Linked DNA regions of Hordeum vulgare: region 1 is linked to region 2. A link is a contact called in public Hi-C data. All regions are on one chromosome and are shown on one strand. Each heading gives the region's core, a stretch centred on a gene start, on an enhancer-like site or on the middle of the called end of the contact. The rest is flanking DNA. Distances are from core to core; before and after follow the strand shown.

Region 1 (5,316 bases), core at 2,009-4,508, 190 kb before region 2:
GGATGTTTCTCAATTGGCCTGGGCTACACAGAAGGGTGAACCAGGCGGCACCGTCCGTTCTCATTTCTCTCTACACACAGCCAGAGTCAGAAAGAATAGGAGAGAATGAAGCACACAGTCCGGGAGGATTCAGGAAGCTCTCGAGCAACCGACGCGATCTTAATTTACAGTGGAGCAGGGGACGCGATCTACAAGGACACGTCCAGATCCTTGAAGTACTCATGCTCGAGGGCGGTTCGGGCGTTGATTCTTCTGCTTGGATCTAAGCAGAGCATTTTCTGCATGAGGGCGAGGAGAGAAGTCAGCAAAGCAAGGTTATGAATGCACATGGGTAGAAATCATATACTCATGCCAGAGAACAGAAAGGTATAAACGAAATAAATCCATCATAAGGAACATGTATCATCAATGGTGTTATGTGGTAAATATGCTCGTGACATAATCACATCAAAGGAAGCACAGATGTACATAATTCATGACTGCATATGCAGCAATACAGATCATGCAAGAGCCATGATGGGAATGGACCGACTGCAATATCTACTCAGAAGGGTTCCAATGCTTAGCATCCTAGATAAATTAGCAATGTGCATCCAAAGTGACATTCTGGTAGCGTATGCACCTACAATCTATAAATGTCTTTTTAACATGGCAACTTCAGTTTGTACTAGACTAAGATTATTATTTTTTGGGCATGTCTGTCCGAATTCATGTGAGAAGTACAACTTAGAATGCTGCTACATAGTCTCACGACTGCGACAACAGGGATACAAATAAGCACAGACAAGATCACAGCAATAGAGGCGGAATTTACATTGTTCAGCTTAGATTATTGAAAATGCAATAAAAACAAGGCACTGCAAACCCCTCACAAAGGAAGCACCATGTATCCACACACTAACCAAAGTGAATGCGAATAGCAAGATAATAAGCACAAATGCACAGTCCATGACACATTATGGAAACAAATAACATTTGATTGTGAAACTTACAGAGAGAAGATCAAGTCCCAAAGGTTCGAGTGTTGGAACCACAGTTGCGAGATCCTGCAGCAAACTCCCTCAGGTTAGAACCAAAATCCCATAGTAACAATCAGTATAATGTTGTATAATCACCACACACTTGCACAATAACAGTGCACAAGTAATTCCATAGCAAGGAGAAACTAAAAGGTCTGACCCCTAACGGCAACTTCATATTTTAACCCCTTTTCACAAGAACAATGAGAGAACATTTATGTCTTACCACGGACGGCCACTTGGGGAAAGCTGATTTGTAGTCAGGTAACGAAGAAACACCTGGCCAGGTTTCTTCATTAGGAGTGCCCATAATTCTGCATGAAAGAGAATATTTGGCAACCAAGATTAGCTGTTTCTTCACATGCATGAAAGAGCTTAAAGCAAGACCAACCAAAGTTGATAAGATAAAGACCTGAAAATCTTGAAGAGTTCATCAATCTCAGAATCACCAGGAAATAAAGGTTTCTGATTCACCATTTCAGCAAAAATGCAACCAACCGACCACACATCAACAGGGGTAGAATATTGCCTTGCACCCAGAAGAATTTCTGGCGCTCTGTACCATAATGTTACCACCTATAAACAACATTCTGTTTAGATTAAAAATCAAAACAAATGCAAAAGGGCAGGATCTAAGTTGTAACATGAGAACAGCTCGTTAATATTATCATCATATGAATACCAGCTCCAACTAAATTAGGCTTGCTATGCTTGCCTACAGTTTGAATATATTTTTTTCCTACAACAGAAGCTTCACATTTCCTTCTCTTTTGCCCATAGTAACAACCATAGTATGTTCAGGAAATGTAGCAATTGTTCTATAACATTCCTAGTTTCTCTTGCCTTTTTGTTACGTGATCCATCCTACAGGAGAGTAAAGACAAATTGGCAAGGTAACACTACGACAAGAGACTAGCAAAATCATCTACCGTTGATTATGGAAACACTTGGTAAAGGCTAAAGAGGAAGGAGATAGCCGAACAGTCTCAAGATGTACAAAACAACAGTGAACACTAATAGGACACCAACCTCAGTTTGCAACAATAGTATATGGTTATCTCTTTCGATGAAGACATGCACTCTCCGATAGTCAAATAGGACAGATAGTAGTACACCAGCAAAAATGTGCACATGTGGTCTACTGATTTCAAGTACAAAATGCATTCCAGACTTGAAATGAAGAAGAAGGGGTTGCTAGGTACCAGTGGAACTGCTTAAAATTAAGTGCATTGTGCCCCTGATAAAAGCATGGCAGGACAATTTTCCAACTGTCATCTCCAATGCAAATGCGCCATAAATCAGAATGTAGTAGACCGACGAAACGTCGGGCTGCAAAACACAAAAAGTACCTCATGAGTGAATGTCCTGACAGGAATGCCGAACGCCCTGGCCAATCCGAAGTCAGCAAGCTTCAACGAATTGGTGCGGCGATCTATGAGCAGGTTCTGGGGCTTGAGATCCCTGTGAAGCACGCGGTGCGAGTGGCAGTAGGCGATGCCGCGCAGGATCTGGTAGAGGAAGGACTGCAGGCAGAGCACAAAAACAGCATCACATTTCACGTTTCCACGCGATCGCAGCCAAATAGAGCTACTGTCAGTAAGCAGTAACCGACAGTCGGCAATCTAAGTAGTAAACGAAATCAAAGGGGGGGTGGCGGCTGTGACCTTGACTATGTGGTGGTTCTTGAAGTCCGGGGAGGAGTCCATGTGCTTCTTGAGGTCGAGGTCGAGGTACTCGAAGACGAGGTATATGCACTTCTCGTTGTGCACCACGTCCTGCAGCCTGCACGGCAGCAGCAGTCAGCCAGCCAGCCGGTCCATCCATGATCCATGATCCGTTCCGCGGCGGCGGCGGCGGCGGCCGAATCCAGCCCAGACCCTGCCGCCGGAGAGGAGAGACGGGACGGGGGAGGGGTTACCTGACGATGTTACGGTGCTGCATCTCCTTGAGGAGGGAGATCTCGCGGATGGCGGTGGAGGGGACGCCCTCGTCCTCCTGCTCCAGCCGGATCTTCTTGAGGGCGATCGTCTCGTTGGTGTAGCGGTCCTTGGCCTTGTACACCACCCCGTACGTTCCCTCCCCGATCTTCTCCACCTTCTCGTACTGCGCCCAACACACACACATGCCGACATTACGGGCGGAGAGAGGGGGTGAGAGCGGGCGGCGCGGCGATCGGACGGGCCGCGCGGGCTCACCTGGTCCATGGCGCGGCGATCCGTGCGGCGCAGGCGGATCGGCGGCGGCGGCGGCGGCGGCGGCGGCGGCGGGTGGGGTGGGGTGGGGGTGGGGGGGAGAGGGGAGGGCAGTGTGTGGTGGTGGACTTGGGGGTTGGGGTTGGGGTTTGTGGTGGTGCGTGGCGTCGTCTCGTCGCTGTCATCAGAAATTAAACCGCTCGCGCGTTCCGTCGTGATGCCGTGGTGGCCGGCCGGCCTGCCAGTGCCAGGTCAGAACGTCATGGGCCGCCCATGCGCAGAATGAATTCTGGGTTTTTCAAATTTGGTTTTCTGGTGATTGTTTGCTGGCAAGTTCATTGGGGTTGTATGAACACGTTGGTTTGTTGACGATGATGATGATGACAGTTTGTGGTAAAAATTCTTCCGTAGAAAACCCATGGGACGTCTGGACCGAACCTTCTCCCCCCTGCACGGATAGATCTTGGGTGTTTTTCGAATCCATCATTGCGCTCGATGCCTATTGATTGCGCTGAATGAAAGATTGTGGAGATCTTTGTTGTGTAGCAATTTATTTCCGTTCATCTATATTTAGCCTTTCAGGTCATTTTTCATGTGGCGGACATGTTTGGTTACGTCATAGTTTTCGACGAAAACCAAGTTAGCATGAAAACTTTACGAAAAATATGTTTTATGCTACGTAAAACCTAATGGTCAACTATATGTTACTGTGTTGTAAATTCATTGGGCTTTCTAGCAGGCCTTATAACACCTGACTGAATCGTCGCAAATTTCAACCTAGAAGCATTGTAGGGTTCGTTTTTGCCTCTCTGGTTGCAACTCGCTTATCTTTCATGTGACCAACACCACCATAAACATGTGCATGGACTAGCCGGCACCAAGCCAGCATCCGGGCCGGATTCGGGCTCTAATTTCTCGCCCAAAAGCCCGAAATGGCATTAAATATATACTTTATTCAAAATATAGGTATATTACTTTATTTTATTTTATAAGTTAAATATAATTATTTTAATAAAAAGGCATTGTTCATGTGCTCCGGGCTCGGGCTTGGAATTTTGACACCGGACTTTGTCAAGCACGGTCCAAACCTAACCCAACCCGGAGGATGATCAAGTTTACACCACCATATTGCGCAAGGGTTCAACGCGACGACCGTGGCTCTATTGCGCTGGTCCTAAAGGGTACATGCACGAAGAATTCCCGGTTACCATTTAGGACAGTAAAACTGAGCCTAAACCGAGCAATCTTACGCCCTCATGATTTCTGGCCGTTAGATCTCACATTAGGGTCTTTCTGGCCGTTAGATGCTTTGTCCTAAGGGGCTGCTACTCCCGAAGAAAAATCCGCGATTTGTGGTTCATCAGACCTTTGTCGGCCCATTAACCTCTACCCCTGTCGTTCGTCTTTGATCGACACAGCAATCTTACGCCCTCATGATTTCTGGTCGTTAGATCTCACATTAGGGTCTAGGACAGTAAAACTGAGCCTAAACCGAGCAATCTTACACCCTCATGATCTCTCGCCGTTAGATCTCACATTAGGGTCATTTCTGGCCGTTAGATGCTCTGTCCTAAGGGGCTGCTACTCCCGAAGAAAAATCCGCGATTTGTGGTTCATCAGGCCTTTGTCGGCCCATTAACCTCTACCCCAATCGCGGGAGGCGAGAGCTTGTCGTTCGTCTTTGATCGACAGAGAAATCTTACGCCGTCATGATTTCTTGCCGTTAGATCTCACATTAGGGTCATTTCTGGCCGTTAGATGCCCTGTCCTAAGGGGCTGCTACTCCCGAAGAAAATCCGGGATTTGTGGTTCATCAGGCCTTTGTCGGCCCATTAACCTCTACCCCAATCGCGGGAGGCGAGAGCCTGTCGTTCGTCTTTGATCGACAGAGAAATCTTACGCCCTCATGATTTCTTGCCGTTAGATCTCACATTAGGGTCGTTTCTGGCCGTTAGATGCCCTGTCCTAAGGGGCTGCTACTCCCGAAGAAAATCCGGGATTTGTGGTTCATCAGGCCTTTGTCGGCCCATTAACCTCTACCCCAATCGCGGGAGGCGAGAGCCTGTCGTTCGTCTTTGATCGACAGAGTAATCTTATGCCCTCAT
Region 2 (5,394 bases), core at 1,560-4,059:
CAAATCCTCATCATCGTCGAAGGAGTGGTACGAACTGGAGCCACCGTCGTCCACAACCAGACCTACGTGGTCTTCTCACCAGAGGCCGGGAAGGTCTCCGTACCCGCCCGCAACGTCACCGTCGTCAGGGGTCGCCGCCGTCGGGAGTTGCTGCGCAGAGAGGGAGAGGGGAGAGCAAGGCTAGGGTTAGCCGGTTCGACACGGTCCGAGCCAGTTACGGCGAGCGACCGAGCCGGTTCGGTAGCCGGTTTGTCCGTGTAAGCCACCGTGTCGCGTGACATGCGAGCCAGGTATGTCAGATAGTGGTCAATATGGGTTTATACGGCTATCAGCCGTTTCGTAACAATTAGTCCATGAAGTAGTACCGACGTGTAAAACTTTTGACTATTGATACCTATCCATCACGACATGTCCAAATATGGTAGTGCCCTGCAATTATCTCCGTGAAACAACAACAACTCTCGCCCTCTTGTGTGAAACAACAACAACGCAACAAAAAAAATTTGTGCCAGCGACATGTGTTTTGATCTCAAGGTTGTAGAAGTAAATGAGACCAAATCAAATCTCAGTTAGCTGAGTTTTAGCAAAATCAGAAATGTAAACTATAAATCATGTACTCCCTCCGTTTCTAAATATAAGTAGTTTTAGATATTTCATTAGGGGCTACATATGAAGTAAAATTAGTGAATCTTACTTTAAAATATGTTTATATACATTCGTATGTAGTGTCCTAATAAAAACTTTAAAAAGATTTATATTTAAGAACGGAGGAGTATAAACTAATTCTGTTTCACATCAAATGAGATGCGCTTTGCACAGTTTGAAACAGCAGCGCATATGGCATGTGTGCATGAGTAAGTTATAAGGTTGCCGCGTGACAAACTCACAAATAAACAGTTATATTGTGATCGTTTTAAGCTGGTCTTCTCAAGCATCCACCGGGAAGCAAGAACCTGAACCTGTGCGCGTTCTTGATCAGATAGGAAGGCAGGTGCACGGCCGACGCCGACCTGGGTATTGGCCCCATCTTCTTGAAGAGATCCCTGAAGGTGTACTCCTCGGGGAGCATGTCGAACAGGTCCTCCCCGCCGCAGACCACCCGCTGGATCCTCGCCGGGTCCAGGAAGCTCTCCCGCCGCACCCGGTCCGCGTGGCTGTACGCCTTCATCTTGAACGCGAACTCGGCGATCTCCCTGAAGCAGAAGCTGCAGTGCCACCCGGCGTCCGCCAGGATCACGTCGCTCTGCCGGGAGTGCTGGTACGCCGTGCGCTCGCTGAATATGTGCGCCGTCGCCCTCCAGCTGCCGCGGTCCACGGGGAACTCGAAGGAGTAGACGTAGTTCTCCAGCTGCAGGTGCATCACCGCCGGCACCCCGTCGCACCACCGCAGCAGCTGCACCGTCTCCGGGCTCGGGATCTCGTCCGCGTCCGCCATGATCACCACGTCCCCGGCCGCGATGCCCGACCGCCGCAGCAGCGCGTTCAGCGCCCGCCGGTGCCTGGCCTCCACGTCGAACGGCTCCTCCCGACGACGAGACCCCTGAGACCCCGCCGTGGCCGTGGCGACGGGGAGCCTGTCGTAGACGATCTTGGACCTGGCGAAGGCGAAGCGCTCGAGGTTCTCGGAGAAGGAGAGCGGCTTGGGGATGCCGGTGAAGGTGGCGTTGGCCTCCAGGATGACCAGCTTGTGGACGTAGGGGAGCAGCTCGCGGTAGCGGATCTCCAGGATGTCCAGCTCGTTGTTGAAGAGGACGGCGTCGAAGACGCGGCGAGGGGAGGCGCGGGCGCGCCAGCCGTGGAGCTCACACAGCTCGGCCATGGAGGTGTTGGGGGCGTAGTAATGCGGGATGACGGTGAAGGGCTTGGGCGGCGTGTCCCACAGCGGGCGCAGGAAGTAGGTGATGCTCCGGTGGTGCTGGGTTATTCCGGCAAGGATGGCCACGGCCGTGAGAAACAGAGCAATGGCGGGTACCGCCGACTTCAACTTGAAATTGAAAGGTATGAGCCGTCTCTTTCCTACTCTTGCTGCCAAGTTGAAAGGCCGATACTCGGAGCTTCCGGCCATCATGATGAGTTGATGACACAGATACACACAAAAGGAGATGAAATTAAGCTTCTTATTTCAGTAGCATGTGAGAGTCGTCGTATCCAGTGAAGCAGCCAATGTCTTTTAGTCTTTTATTTATTACTCCGCTGAAATAATCTGAGCCTGTTTGTGTAATTAACCTGCAATCCTGCATGATGCAAGAAGATATCAGAGAATGAGCAATAAAGTGGTACAATTAAGAAGGGCTGCCATGCAGCTTTAGCCTGTTGGACAGAAATGGAAAGCGCATATGCATAGGTAAGAATTTTTCAATTTGGGAAGACAGCTTTACAAAAGAACAGATTCAGAAAAAAGGTAACACACACACACACACACTAGGTTGTGATGAGCTGCAAGAAGTAGATTTTTTCAGTTCAGGTTCTGATGAGCTGCAAGAAGCAAAGACCATAGAGGCGTGAAGTAAGACAAGAAGCAGATTTGTACATACTACATGCAAGAAATCTGAAAGCTAAAGGAAAACTGAGCCGGTAAGAACTTGCGGAGATAAACCAAAGAAGAGCATCACCTGTCTATCATTCAGATGGCCGGCCGCAAAACCTTACGGAGAAGTATTTAGGTACAGAGGGAGCGCCAGAGGAGGCACCGGAGCCGAAACTCAGAAGAAATAAGTAGTACCTGATGCGGAAGAAAGAAGGGAGGAGGGATCCCCCAACGCCAACGGAGGACCGGACCGCCGTCGGCCGGCCGTGAGGAAGACGAAGAAGATAAATTATAGGAGTAGAATGGTACTCAGCTCCACGCCTTGGCCGTCAGCTCCACGTTTGAACCGACTGAAATGCCCTGACTTGATCTCCTGGCCCGGCGCCTGTTTTATCAGTATACTTTTCTACCCATCCCTTCCTCGTCCTTGACGCAAAATTCCAAGCTCGCTTCGACGTGCCCGGCCAGCACACCATGAGCACACGCCATTTACTCCTTCCTATGCATGCACTCTCACGTGTTGGGCTTTGGGCCCCAGCCTCCCACGTGGAGTGCAAACCAGCCGGCCGGGCCGTCGGACAAGAAAAGAAACAAGGACGGGTCATTTCTGCTGCTCGTTGGCCCCGCGGATGACACAAATTCATTTTATTGGCCCGTGCTACAAATCATCCGGCTTATCCGCACAGCCGCTCGTTTAATATAATCATGCGGAGCTTGAAAGAAATCTCTGAAGGGACGCAGCTGTAATAAAGAAACATAAAAATACAAAATCATACGAATAAATGACGTCGGATATTTTTAGTCACACTAGTTTTAACCACATTTTAATAGGGGTACCCCTAACTAAATATTTTTAGCCTCAAGACTAGTTTTAGCCCCTCTTTAGTCAGGGGTGTTTGGAACTTTAGCCTCTTAGGGCCTCTTTGATTTGTAGGATTCTCAAAATGCAGGAATAGGAAAAACGTAGGAATAGAGTGACATGTCCTTTTCTACACTACAAGATTTGAAAGTGTGTTTGATAGCACAGGAAAAACAAAGAAATTCTATAAAGAGGTTTGAGTGTATGGAAATTTTCCTTCAAAATGTAGTATAAACGAATCCTATGGAAAAATTCCAAAGGATTTCAATCCTACAAATCAAACGATCATCGTAGGAAAAAATCCCAAGGATCTAAATCCTTTAAAAATCCAATGAAATTCCTTTGTACCAAAGGAGCCCTTAAAGATATTATTTTTAGTCAGACTAAATAAGTCTCTTGGATCCAAGCACCCTCTAAGCTAGCTTGCTAGGATAGGACGTTCAGAGGGGAGAAATTGACTAGGTGCGCACTAGCAAAATCGAGATCCAGCGAGGGCAGCTGCCCGCCGGCTCACTGAGGCACTACAGGGCGCCGATGTTGCCTGGTGTTGTCCGCGGCAGAGGGCCGGAGTGGAGGAGTGGATGCGGCAACATCAGGCCGATGTTGCCTGATGTTGCCGCCCTGCAGCCAGCTTTCGCCACCACGCGGCGACGCCGGCAAGATACAGCGGCCGGTCTGCCGGGCGCCAGTGCCCCACTAAAACTACAAGCGTCTTGGGCAACCCTTGCAATTAGGAAATGAAATGATAGCGGCCCGCTATAGCGATAAGAGCTGCTTCAAAGACCAGCTACGGTATTGGCTGTCGCGTGCTGACGAACTGTATGCCCAGATGACGATGCTGCGAGGGTGATACGCGGGCGTCACTTTGAGGCCGCTTGGCAGTGTTGCAACGTCGGACGAACGTTCGGCCAGACGCATGTGACCTGTGCGATCTCCTCTCATCCACTGACGGAACGATTCTCGCACGTGGTGAGGTGCATGGCTGAGGGGCCCATCATCTGCGCGCCCCTGCGTTGCTGCCGCTGATATCGTCTGTCCCTGCCTCCGTCGGCTGCCCACATCGCTAGTTCCCGTCCCCGTCGGCCACCCGCATCGTCGGATCCAGCCTCTGTCCCTCGTCCTGCCGCGCCTATACAACTGTTGCAAACGTCATCCAAAATTGCTTCAACAGTTATTGGAAAAAGCTTCAAACCCAGATGAAAAAGCTTCAACCAGGCATATAAAAAGCTGCAAGCGGTCATTGCCATGACGGAATGCTACAACCGTTGACATAAAATGCTACAACCGTTGATGAAAAAAGTTACAACCAGACATATAAAAAGCTCCAAGCGGTCATTGCCATGTCGAAATGCTACAACCGTTGACATAGAATGCTACATTCGTTGATGAAAAAAGCCGCAACAGAAACGATAGAGAGCGCATTAACCGAGCGCTGCTAAAAAATAATAGTTGCAACCCTTGATAGAAAAGGTTCGACCGTAGATGAAAAAAGCTTCAACCATTGAGAGAGAAAGCTACAACCATACACTGCACAATTAGAAAAATTGCAACCATTCTAGAGAAAGCCTATGTGCGAAAAGTTTCAACCAGCTTCAAGGAAAAAGTTTTGCCTGCCGGCAGCCTCTGTTACAAACAACGAGCTTGAAAACGATGGTGAGATGGGGCGACGGAAGAAGGACCCCTCGACAGCCGGGGGGGGTGCGGTTTTTTTGGACAAGGATGGCCGGCAAGTGCTCGCGTTTGTTGGCTCTGCAAGGACGGCGACCGGCGGCGAGGACGTCCAACAAGAGGGGACGACAGGAGAAGGATCCCTCGACCGTCGGGGGCATAGGGGAGAGGGGAGGGGTGGGGAGCGCCGCTGCGCGTTGGACGAGGATGGCCAGCGATGTGCTCGCGTTCGTTGGCTCGAGGTTGAGGACGAAAGAGGAGATCTAACAGTTAAGGGATCTCCAATTTAACGGCTGCGCTGCGACCGGCGCGAGTTTTCGGGCCAGGGCTCCGACGTCCC

The links. A called contact is a pair of places that touch in the nucleus more often than the background predicts.
Region 1: a contact with region 2 is called in a Hi-C map of seedling, with 2.4 times the contacts expected there. The contact joins the promoter of LOC123401283 here to the promoter of LOC123402660 in region 2. A contact is called at or near these places in 1 of 6 Hi-C or Micro-C datasets (seedling) and 1 of 1 datasets of contacts at active chromatin or transcription factors (embryo).

Annotation. Positions count from the first base shown.
Region 1 is chr6H:28,758,633-28,763,948 of MorexV3_pseudomolecules_assembly, reverse strand. LOC123401283 (cyclin-dependent kinase A-2) reads right to left here and starts at 3,258. Exons shown (of 8, transcript XM_045095055.1): 1 at 3,215-3,258; 2 at 2,938-3,122; 3 at 2,684-2,801; 4 at 2,369-2,542; 5 at 1,432-1,595; 6 at 1,246-1,333; 7 at 993-1,046; 8 at 1-278. The coding sequence starts at 3,223. The coding sequence ends at 189.
Region 2 is chr6H:28,568,274-28,573,667 of MorexV3_pseudomolecules_assembly, reverse strand. It overlaps LOC123402660 (beta-1,4-mannosyl-glycoprotein 4-beta-N-acetylglucosaminyltransferase-like), which reads right to left and starts at 2,809. Exons shown (of 2, transcript XM_045096595.1): 1 at 2,723-2,809; 2 at 837-2,234. The coding sequence starts at 2,068. The coding sequence ends at 914.